Regions from separate parts of the Zea mays genome. Here region 2 is linked to region 1. A link is a contact called in public Hi-C data. All regions are on one chromosome and are shown on one strand. The core of a region is the stretch at or near the end of the contact, and the rest is flanking DNA. Distances in the headings are between cores, read along the strand shown.

Region 1 (4,665 bases), core at 579-3,078:
CCTCTTGCTGCTGCTGACGAGCCCCCGCCGACGAGCCGACGATGGTGGCCGCCGAGGAGTGCCCGCTGTTGGGACCTGATGCGCCGGCGTGAGGCTGCTGCATTCTTGGACGCAGGGTCGACGGCGCCTAGAGCAGTGGACTGGAGCTAGGGTTGACGGCGCTCGGACGGCGCTCGGTCTGGCGGCGGCGCGGTGCGGTCGGCTGCCCGGCTCGGTGGCTGGCACCTGGGAGCAGGGAGCGAGGTGGCTGAGAGCAGGGAGCGAGACCTAGGAGCAGGGAGGGGCTGGGAGCAGGGAGCGATACCTGGGAGCAGGGAGCGCGGTGGCCGGTGAGAGCTCGGGCGGACGCGGCGCGGTGAGCAGGGAGCGAGGTGACCGAGCGGCGCCCGTCCGTGGTCCGTCCAGCGGCGGCGCGGTGAGCAGGGAGCTGACCGAGCTCGCCCGTCCGTGGTCCGTCCAGCGGCGCGACGAGCTCGGGCCTCGGGCGGACGGACGACGGGGAGTCGGGGATCGCCGGATGGGAGCTCGGGCTCGCCCGCTCGATCTGGCGTGAGGCTGTGTCGCGCAGCCGCGGTGACGGCGTCTGGCGGCTGGACGATGGAAGCCAACGCAGGTGGCCAGGACCCAGGTCCCAGGGTAGCAGCGACACGGCGCTCGGCTTGGAGGCCACAGGCCAAACGCCAAAGTGATTGGGCTGGCCGCTTGGGCCTGTTTATGTTTAATTCATTAATTGTTTATTAGGCTAAATATTACCGGGTACCCGGTAGCCGGGTACCCGTATCCGCCCGAGGCTGTCGGGTATTTACCGGGTACTGCTCGTCCCGTATCCGTCCCGTATCCGAGACGATTCTATCCGGGTAGTACCCGTATCCGTCCCGGATATAAAATTACCCGTATCCGTATCCGAAAAAACGTCCCGAATTAGTATCCGTATCCGGTACCCGGTCCGGGTACCCGACCCGTTTTCATCCCTACTTGCGGCAGACTCGGACCTTGCAGGCCGCACCGTATGCCGCTATTGCATGGTGGAACGGCTACATGTGGCGTGCTGGACCGGGTCAGACGGCCACCCCTGCCTTTCCTCTCTCGCACGTCGCCCCTAGCGCAGTCTTAGACAGCTCGGCCTAGAGATGGCAATGGGTAAAAACCCGCTGGGTATTACTTGCCCAAACCCGTACCCGCGAAGAAAAAATACGCCCGCTAAAAAACCCATACCCATGACGGGTATAAAATTTTGCCCAAACCCGTACCCATGTGGGTTTCGGGTACCCAACGGGTTTCCCATACCCACTAACATCAACATAAAAAATAATTCATCATGTAAATAACAATCAATACATTAATAAGCTAGCATAAAAGGAACAAGTGATAACTAATTTTAGCCTAAAATTTGTTACATGAAGTTTATTTCAATTAGAACATATTCAATTAATAATATTATGAGACATATTTATAAGGAGTGTTGATTTTAAGGCGGGTTTTAAAAACCCATGGGTTTGCGGGTATGGGTAGTGGAAGAACAAACCCATGCCCACGTACCCGTTGGGTTTCGATTTGAACCCATTAACAAACCCATGGGTAGAGAAATTGACCCAAACCCATACCCTAATAGAGCAAAAACCCACCGGGTTTCGGGTAGCGGGTACCCATTGCCATCTCTAGCTCGCCCCGGTGCAATTCTTCTGGCATGGTGCGAGAGTTTCCAGTGAGGCGGGGTTTCGGTGCAAGCGCTGCTGGCGTAGGCGCGGGCGTGCAGGTCGTGGGTGGCCATGCGGCGACCAACATCCTGACGCTGCTATCTAAGGTGTGGCCCAAGAAGGTCGAGGAGCTCACCGCCAGGGTCCACAACACCAGCACCACCGGTGGTGGAGGCCAAGGTCGGCGTCGGGTCCGCCACGCTACACGGTTCCTCGAGGCGTCCCTACGCAGCCTCGACGGCCACGACGACGTGTACGAGTGCGCGGGTGAGCGGTCACAGGGGTGCTAGATTCTTTTTCAACGAACATATCAACAACATCTCATACCGCTTGATTACGTAGAGGAATCGAAACCTGTCGCGTAGGACAGTTCGGCAAGGCCGGAGGACCTGCCGGCGTGGTGGAGAGTCGGTGCCGATCAGATCCACAACAACGTCGAGGTAGAGCGTGCTGATAACGTGTTGAGAACTACGTTACCACGGATCACCAGATCCGCACCCTTTCCTCCCGTCAGCAGATTAGGCGCGAGAAGTAGTGGAAGACTTGTATCCCTTCACAGAAGCATGACAGAGGAAACACACGAGACACGATGTAGGGTTGGGCCTTTGGCCTCTTTCTCTTCTCTGTCATATGAAGGGGTGTACATGTTGCTTATATAGAGATATGAGACTACTTAGGGATAAAACAGATATTTGCCCACATAACCCTAACTAGGGTTACTTAACAAAAGTAAGCACACAATCCAACTTACCCATGGAAACAAAAAGAAAAAGCCCATGAGTTACAGCCCGCAAATCTTCGCGTCCGACCTCTCGGCGGCGAGTACGGTGCCGACCCTTGCTCGCATGCGTTGGTTTTATTAGGTGGGCTTTTCTTTAGTGGGCCCTTTTATCATCTCAGAAAGCGAACCGTTATTTAGACTGGTATGTATAGGACATTAGGACTTGAGCTACGTCCTCGAGTCCAGCCATCATCCACAAAGGATGCGTCGTTGTCCAAGAACATTTTTTTTTCTCTTTCCGTTTTTATGTTTTCTCTTCTTTTTTCTTTAGATTTTCATCTTCTTCATTCTTCCTTTTTATGTTTTCATCTATTAATATTTTTTCTTTATCTCGTATGCTACATGTATTATTCTCTATTCTTGTTTTTTCATTTTCTCTATGTTTGTTTTGATTTCAAATTTTTGCAACATTTAATAGACGTTTTATTAATGGGAATGGTCTTATGATGTTATGGTGCTATTCGGTTGAAACTTTTCTGATTTATTTATTACTCAATAATATTCCGTACTGATATTACATATTGTATCTATTAAATAAGAGGTGATTCATTATCTTGTTCTTGTTCTTGTGGTGCGTTTGATTGGTTTATATTGTATTCTTTCTAAAAAAGTATTAATGTTTCACAGATATTATGTTGTGCAATGTTTTTATAATACCCGTGAGATGTTCTACAGTTTGTATTGAATTGTTTATGTAGTATACGTGTGATGATCTACAGTATATATTGGTATTCTCTTGTACTACAAACGAGATATTTTACAATTATCTCTAAGTATTCGCACAATATAAGGCCCTGTTTGGGAACAAAGTTTTTGGAAACCACGGTTTTTGAAATACTACAATATACTTTAGTCATGACAATACCACAGTTTAAACTACTACAGTTTTAGAATACCACAGTATTGAATACATAGATGTGTGGAAACAAAGTATTTTTTTGCACGCGGGAGAGATGCGCGCGCTGCGTTTTACAGAGAAAACTGAGGTATAAACCTAAGTTTAGAATAATTCAAAAGAGCTGCAGCATTTGTAATACTTTAGTTTTGAAAACAGAGATTTTAGCTGGCTTGCCAAACACATTTTGATATATAATACTACAGTTTTTGAGAATACTGCAGTATTCTTCCAAAACTTTGAAAAAACTTCACTCTCAAACACCCCCTAAGTGATTCTTCTATAGCATACTTCATGCTATTTAAATAGGTATTCATGTGATGTTCCTTTTGATATTCTTATATTTTGTGTACTAGCAATAGAGCATAAGGCTGGAGCTGGTTGGCGCAGCCTAGGCCCTAGGGTGCTGACCTTGTGGGACCTTAAGCATGTCCATTATGCCACCAATAGATGAGGGGAAAAATTCTCTGCAGTCAGCCGGCGGTAGAGATGTAGGCCTGCAGTTCTTTCAATTCATGATACGCACGATCGAAGCAGATAAAAAAAGTAAAGCCAGTAATTCACTCGATCATTAGTAGATGAACATGTATCATAAACCAAAAGAAATTTTCAGGGCTACTTATCTACAGTTGGCTGTAGAGATTTTATTTTATTTTTCCATGGATAACATATGGGCCAGGCCATCAGGACTGGCTAAACATGGGCTCGAAAATGCAGGGTCCAGTCCCATGTTGGGCTGGCTCGATAAGCACATGCCCTACAAGCTAAGCTAGGCCGAGCTATCGACTTTTGTGTGTGCGTTTATAATGATAAACAAATATACGATATATGTGAACGATTGCATTATATACTATCTTAAAGAAAAGGAGAATCAGCAACTGGCCGAACAATATCATTTATCACGAGTATATATGGCGAGGTTACCGCGGAACGCATATGCAAGAATTACCGGATATAAGAGCCCAGTTTGAAGCAGAAGATGAAAAGTCTTGAATTATTGATAATAACTAGCAAACGTGCTATATGATGGAACTTAATACGTCGTAAAATATAGAAGACAAAACTTTCGAAACTTAGATCATTACTAGCGAACATGGTGCGCAATGAATTCTAATATATTTTAAAATTAAATACCACAGTTAAACACGAGTTATTCTAATTCGTATGAGCACGGATCTTACACTTTGCTTTTTAAAATTAAATAGAGGTTTGAGACTATTTCCACTATTCGAATTATAAAATATTTTATTGTTTTGAGAATTTCTATGGTTTTTGTTTTTTTCTATTACGTC
Region 2 (4,665 bases), core at 1,040-3,539, 290 kb after region 1:
AACTACTACAAGAGCTCTAGCATTCAATTCTAGACACACCAAAGAGATCAAATCCTCTCCAATTCCACCCAAGCCTTTAGTGACTAGCGAGAGAGATTTGCCGTGTTCTTTTGAGCTCTTGCGCTTGGATCGCTTTTTCCTTTCTCACTTGTTCTTGTGATCAAAACTCAATTGTAACTAAGGCAAGAGGCACCAATTGTGTGGTGGCCCTTGCGGGGAAGTTTTGTTCCCGTTTGATTGAGAAGAAGAAAAGCTCACTCGGTCCGAGGGACCGTTTGAGAGAGGGAAGGGTTGAAAGAGACCCGTCCTTTGTGGCCTCCTCAACGGGGAGTAGGTTTGCGAAAACCGAACCTCGGTAAAACAAATCCGCGTGTCTCACTTACTTATTCGCTTGCGATTTGTTTTGCGCCCTCTCTCGCGGACTCGTTTATATTTCTAACGCTAACCCGGCTTGTAGTTGTGTTTATATTTGTAAATTTCAGTCTCGCCCTATTCACCCTCCCCTCTAGGCGACTATCAGTTCCGGCGCCGGTTTCTCCGTCGGCGGGATTCTCGTTGAGGTGGTTCTTCTCTGGGTGCGGTCGGCTCGTCGTCGGAGATGGGAGGCGACTCCACTCTCCCGATGAAGAGGACGTCGGGATAGAATGGAGCTGCTGTCGTGGCGACCTTCTTTCCGTTCTCTTTTGAGGGCGGAGGAACGGAAAGAACAACTTGCTTCCCCTTGGTCTCCTTCTTCCTCGCGATCTGTGTCCATTCTTTTGTCGGGAAGTAGACAGTGGAGTTCTCCGGGTCAGCGGGCCCTCGGCCCCTGACTTTCTGAAGGCGATCTTTTTCCGGAGAGCTGGAGGTTGCGCTTCTCCGACATTTTCGGAGTTTGTTGGAGGAGACTTCTTTTTCGGCGGATCTGCAATGCGGTGTAGAGTTCCCTCTTCATCTGGTACGGATGAGATTGTTCCGAAGCAGAATACGGATCCGGGACGGAGGGTGATCTTGCTGTGGAAGGTGACGGCCATTGAGCTAGCTTGGATCGTCGACACACCCCCTACCTGGCGCGCCAGCTGTCAGTGTTTTGGGTCCGACCGCACACCCGGGGTTGCCCCTCAAGGTGTTTTTAGGAGTAGGACGGTGTCGCCGACTGTAGCAAAATGGTTCGTGCCAGATGCACGAGGGACAGTGGACAATGTTTACAGGTTCGGGCCGCTTAGAGATGCGTAACACCCTACGTCCTGGGGAGTATGCTTGGTGAATGAGGTTACAAGGTAGCTCTCTGAATTGAGAATGCAGAGAGTTGAGGTGGGCGGCTGAGTAATAGGGTCGATCGTTTTGAAGGGGTGCCCCCTAGGCCTTATATATTCGACCGTGGGGCAATACACGTGGATATGATAACTATGTGCACCTAAAAGATAGTGAACTTGTTTGAGTCTATCTTCCTATGATTTTGCCGACCTATCCTCGCCTGGATCCGCTGCATGGGGCTCCAGCGCGGGAAAGTCGGATCCTTGTTGTGGTCGCTTGCTCAACGCTGTGGGCCGTCCGGGCTTGCACCAATCCGGCCTTACGTCGATCTGCTTTACTGATTGTCCCTTCCTAGGCCCACGAAGGGATGGCCTTACGATTCATTGGGCCCTTGGACCTTTCGTGAGGTCTTTCATCCTTCTAGTGGACCCGGGGGATATCTGTCCCCCACAGAACCGTACACGACCCGACTATTCAACATTTCGGAATTTCAATATATGGACATAACACAATTCAGCATTTCAGCATGCATATCTTGTAGTTTCATCAACATACTCATGTAAAATAAATAGTGTCTTCTAGTAGCCACATATCCACATATCACAAATATGGTCAAACAGTAAATAGAAATATCTCTTAGTACATGTTTTATCATTTAAGCCCACAGACGGACAAGCATATGCTCGAAGATGAATTCCCCTAGAAGCCTGGATGCTGTAGTAAATCGGGTAACACAGTCCAATGGGTAATCGGGTTCGGGTTTAGCCTTCCCAAACCCGTATCCCATACCCGATAGGGAAATGATTTCTCTCAAATCTATATCTATGGAGATCAATTTTAATTCATATCCTAATTTTAATAGAGGAATTTCATATGGGTAATCGAGTTTCGGGACACATTGACATCTCTGTACGGAACCGTTCCATCGAGGTGGTTTCGGAACCAAACGCTAGCTGCCGTCGGGAAGCGACGCGAGCAGGTGATGTGCGGCGCCGTGGGCCCGTGGGCTTAGCTGGCGACATGGAGCCGGGAAGCGCGGGCGCGGAGCCATCGGAGGCCGGATGGCGGGCAGTCAGGCGCAGGCTGGACAGGATCCGGATCCCCATCACCCGGCCCAGCACGTGAGGGCGAGCGCGTGGGCCGCCTCCTGTCGGGACCCTGTTCTTTGTTTTTTTGAATGGTCAGGATTCTGCTGTGTGTTTCTCTTCGCGGCATGCCTTCAGTTGCCGATACTGTTGGTGACGTCACAAGTGGCGTCGACGGGACTGTTCAGTTTTCGTACACCTGTCTGTCGCCTGGGGATTTTAGCAGCACAAGGTATGTGGGTGGGTCGTGGCAATGCGCAAGCAACAGAGACCGACTACTAGGGATGAAAACGAAAACGGTAATTTTCGGATACCGGAAATCGTTTTCGAATATTTACCGAAATTTAGGTCTAAACGGAAACGGTTACCGAAAATACGGAAACGGAATCGGTAGAAAAACTCGAAATCGGAAACGGAAACGGTTTGGGTCTCTTCCGACCGTTTCCGGAAATTACCGTTTTTATTCGGTATTTTACCGTCGATAATAAATTCGGTATTTTTCAGAAAAAATATTAAATCTGAACTGATCTTTATAAATTCATAATAAACTCATCTTAGCTTAGAAAAATATAAAACTAATTTTATTATTTTTCTAAAATCAAGATCTATCTAATGGTATATAGTTTAGAATCGTCTGAAACTTTTATAAATCTTATTTATGTTTTCTTACCTCTTATTACTCTTGATACATATATTCATAATTTGAATGAGAACTTAAGAAGTACCAAGAGGACACTAATTATATTGACTATACCAAGTAGTAGGTGTATAAATAGAATGTAAGTGCCATATCATTATACACATCTTGATTCTACTTTATTTAAATACATAATAATGATTTTATTGTTTTATGATTTCTTACTTTATATATTTATTGTGGCCTGCTACCTTATATATTTATTATTAATTTTATATAAATGTATGACTTACGTGGATTTTTGAAGTTAATTGAGGGTACAAGTTACAGTTTTTACCGATCGAATTTTTAGATTCCGATCGTAACCGGTGTAATTTTCGTACCGAACTTTTGTTTCCGATGTTTCCGAATTACCGATATCGTTTTCGTTTCCGGAGTTACCGTTTTCGATCTCGTTTCCGAGGAAAAATATGAAAACGAAAATGGTTTTTGTGTTTACCGATCGTTTTCGACCGTTTTCACCCCTACCGACTACCGTACGGGCGGGGTGGTTATGCATGGGAAGTACGAGACTAATCCGATTCTGGATTAACTGAATTCATATCTCACACTCAATCTCATGGTGAGATTGAATCTATTATTTAATCCAAGTATCTCGTAAAAGTAGTTATTATTGTTTCGATCTATACATTCTAATATAAACCTGTGCAATATCTTTATGAATTTGTTACATACCTAATGAGTTATGGATATAACACATGTCTTCTATAATTTAAAAATTTCCTAAATCCTTGAGTTATAAATATTAAATCCATAGCGGGTCTAACCGAATAAAAGATTTTGAGTACGCTTAGATTATTTTAGAGTAGAGGTTGTGACATAGATTTAATTTTAAAATGAATAGATGGGTAGCTAAACCATTGATAATAGCAAAAAAGGACCGCAAATAGATGACTAAAATGGTATCTTGCTGTTGTAGTCAGCCTCATTCTTTCGGCCCTATCCATGTCCGCCAATCATTCCATATGCATGCATGCATGCATGCTGCCTTTCTTCGCTACAATGATTAGGTTCTGATTTGATAGATGATAGATATATTCATGGGTGACCGTGTACTTTAGGATGCATGCACGAAGCACCAGAGATTTCAGAGGGAGTACTGGATTTTTCTTCCCCTCAACATTCGTGCACTTTATTTATTTCCCATCTCTCTGTCATCTGCCGCCTCTCAATGTGCAAGTCGATCTCGTGTCCCAATCCTGCCTTGGTATCTGCACACAGCAAGCACACGATGCTGCACTGCACCACGTAGTACTGTACTAGCTAGTAGTACCAACCAACCAACTGCTTGCACGTCCTACTCGAACTCGGGACACATACGGGATCCGGCCTACAATGCCCGCCCGGCCACCTTCGATTTTGTTTCCGTCCAGCCATTTGCTGCCTCCTCCTGCCCTGGCCCCTGATCAGTGATCAGAGAAAATTTAGACTAGCTAAAAAGCACCCCTACCGTACCATCACTTGCTAGTACGTACCAAGCAGGTGACAGCTGCTGCTCTGATCCGGCCCTCTGGATCTCGTCAAATAGTACTGGCTGCTGGTAGATCTAGGTGTGATGATCGATTTGTAGTATTTGTTGCCACCTAATTAACTACCATGTAATTTTTTTTGACCTTAAACAAACATACTCCTCTAGATGCATGCATA

The links. Hi-C and Micro-C count contacts between places; a contact is called where the count stands out from the background.
Region 2: a contact with region 1 is called in a Hi-C map of tassel, with 7 times the contacts expected there. The contact joins two enhancer-like sites. A contact is called at or near these places in 2 of 25 Hi-C or Micro-C datasets (ear and tassel).

What each region holds. Positions count from the first base shown.
Region 1 is chr8:110,924,198-110,928,862 of Zm-B73-REFERENCE-NAM-5.0, forward strand. No RefSeq gene overlaps it. Among protein-coding and RNA genes, the nearest start is that of LOC111590001, 36 kb to the left of the region's middle. Within about 2 kb of position 1,829, at least 17 of the 20 cell types and tissues checked have an H3K27ac peak or open chromatin away from gene starts, as enhancers often do. A contact at or near this core is called in ear and tassel, where this site is marked.
Region 2 is chr8:111,214,277-111,218,941 of Zm-B73-REFERENCE-NAM-5.0, forward strand. No RefSeq gene overlaps it. Among protein-coding and RNA genes, the nearest start is that of LOC103637181, 79 kb to the right of the region's middle. Within about 2 kb of position 2,290, at least 17 of the 20 cell types and tissues checked have an H3K27ac peak or open chromatin away from gene starts, as enhancers often do. A contact at or near this core is called in ear and tassel, where this site is marked.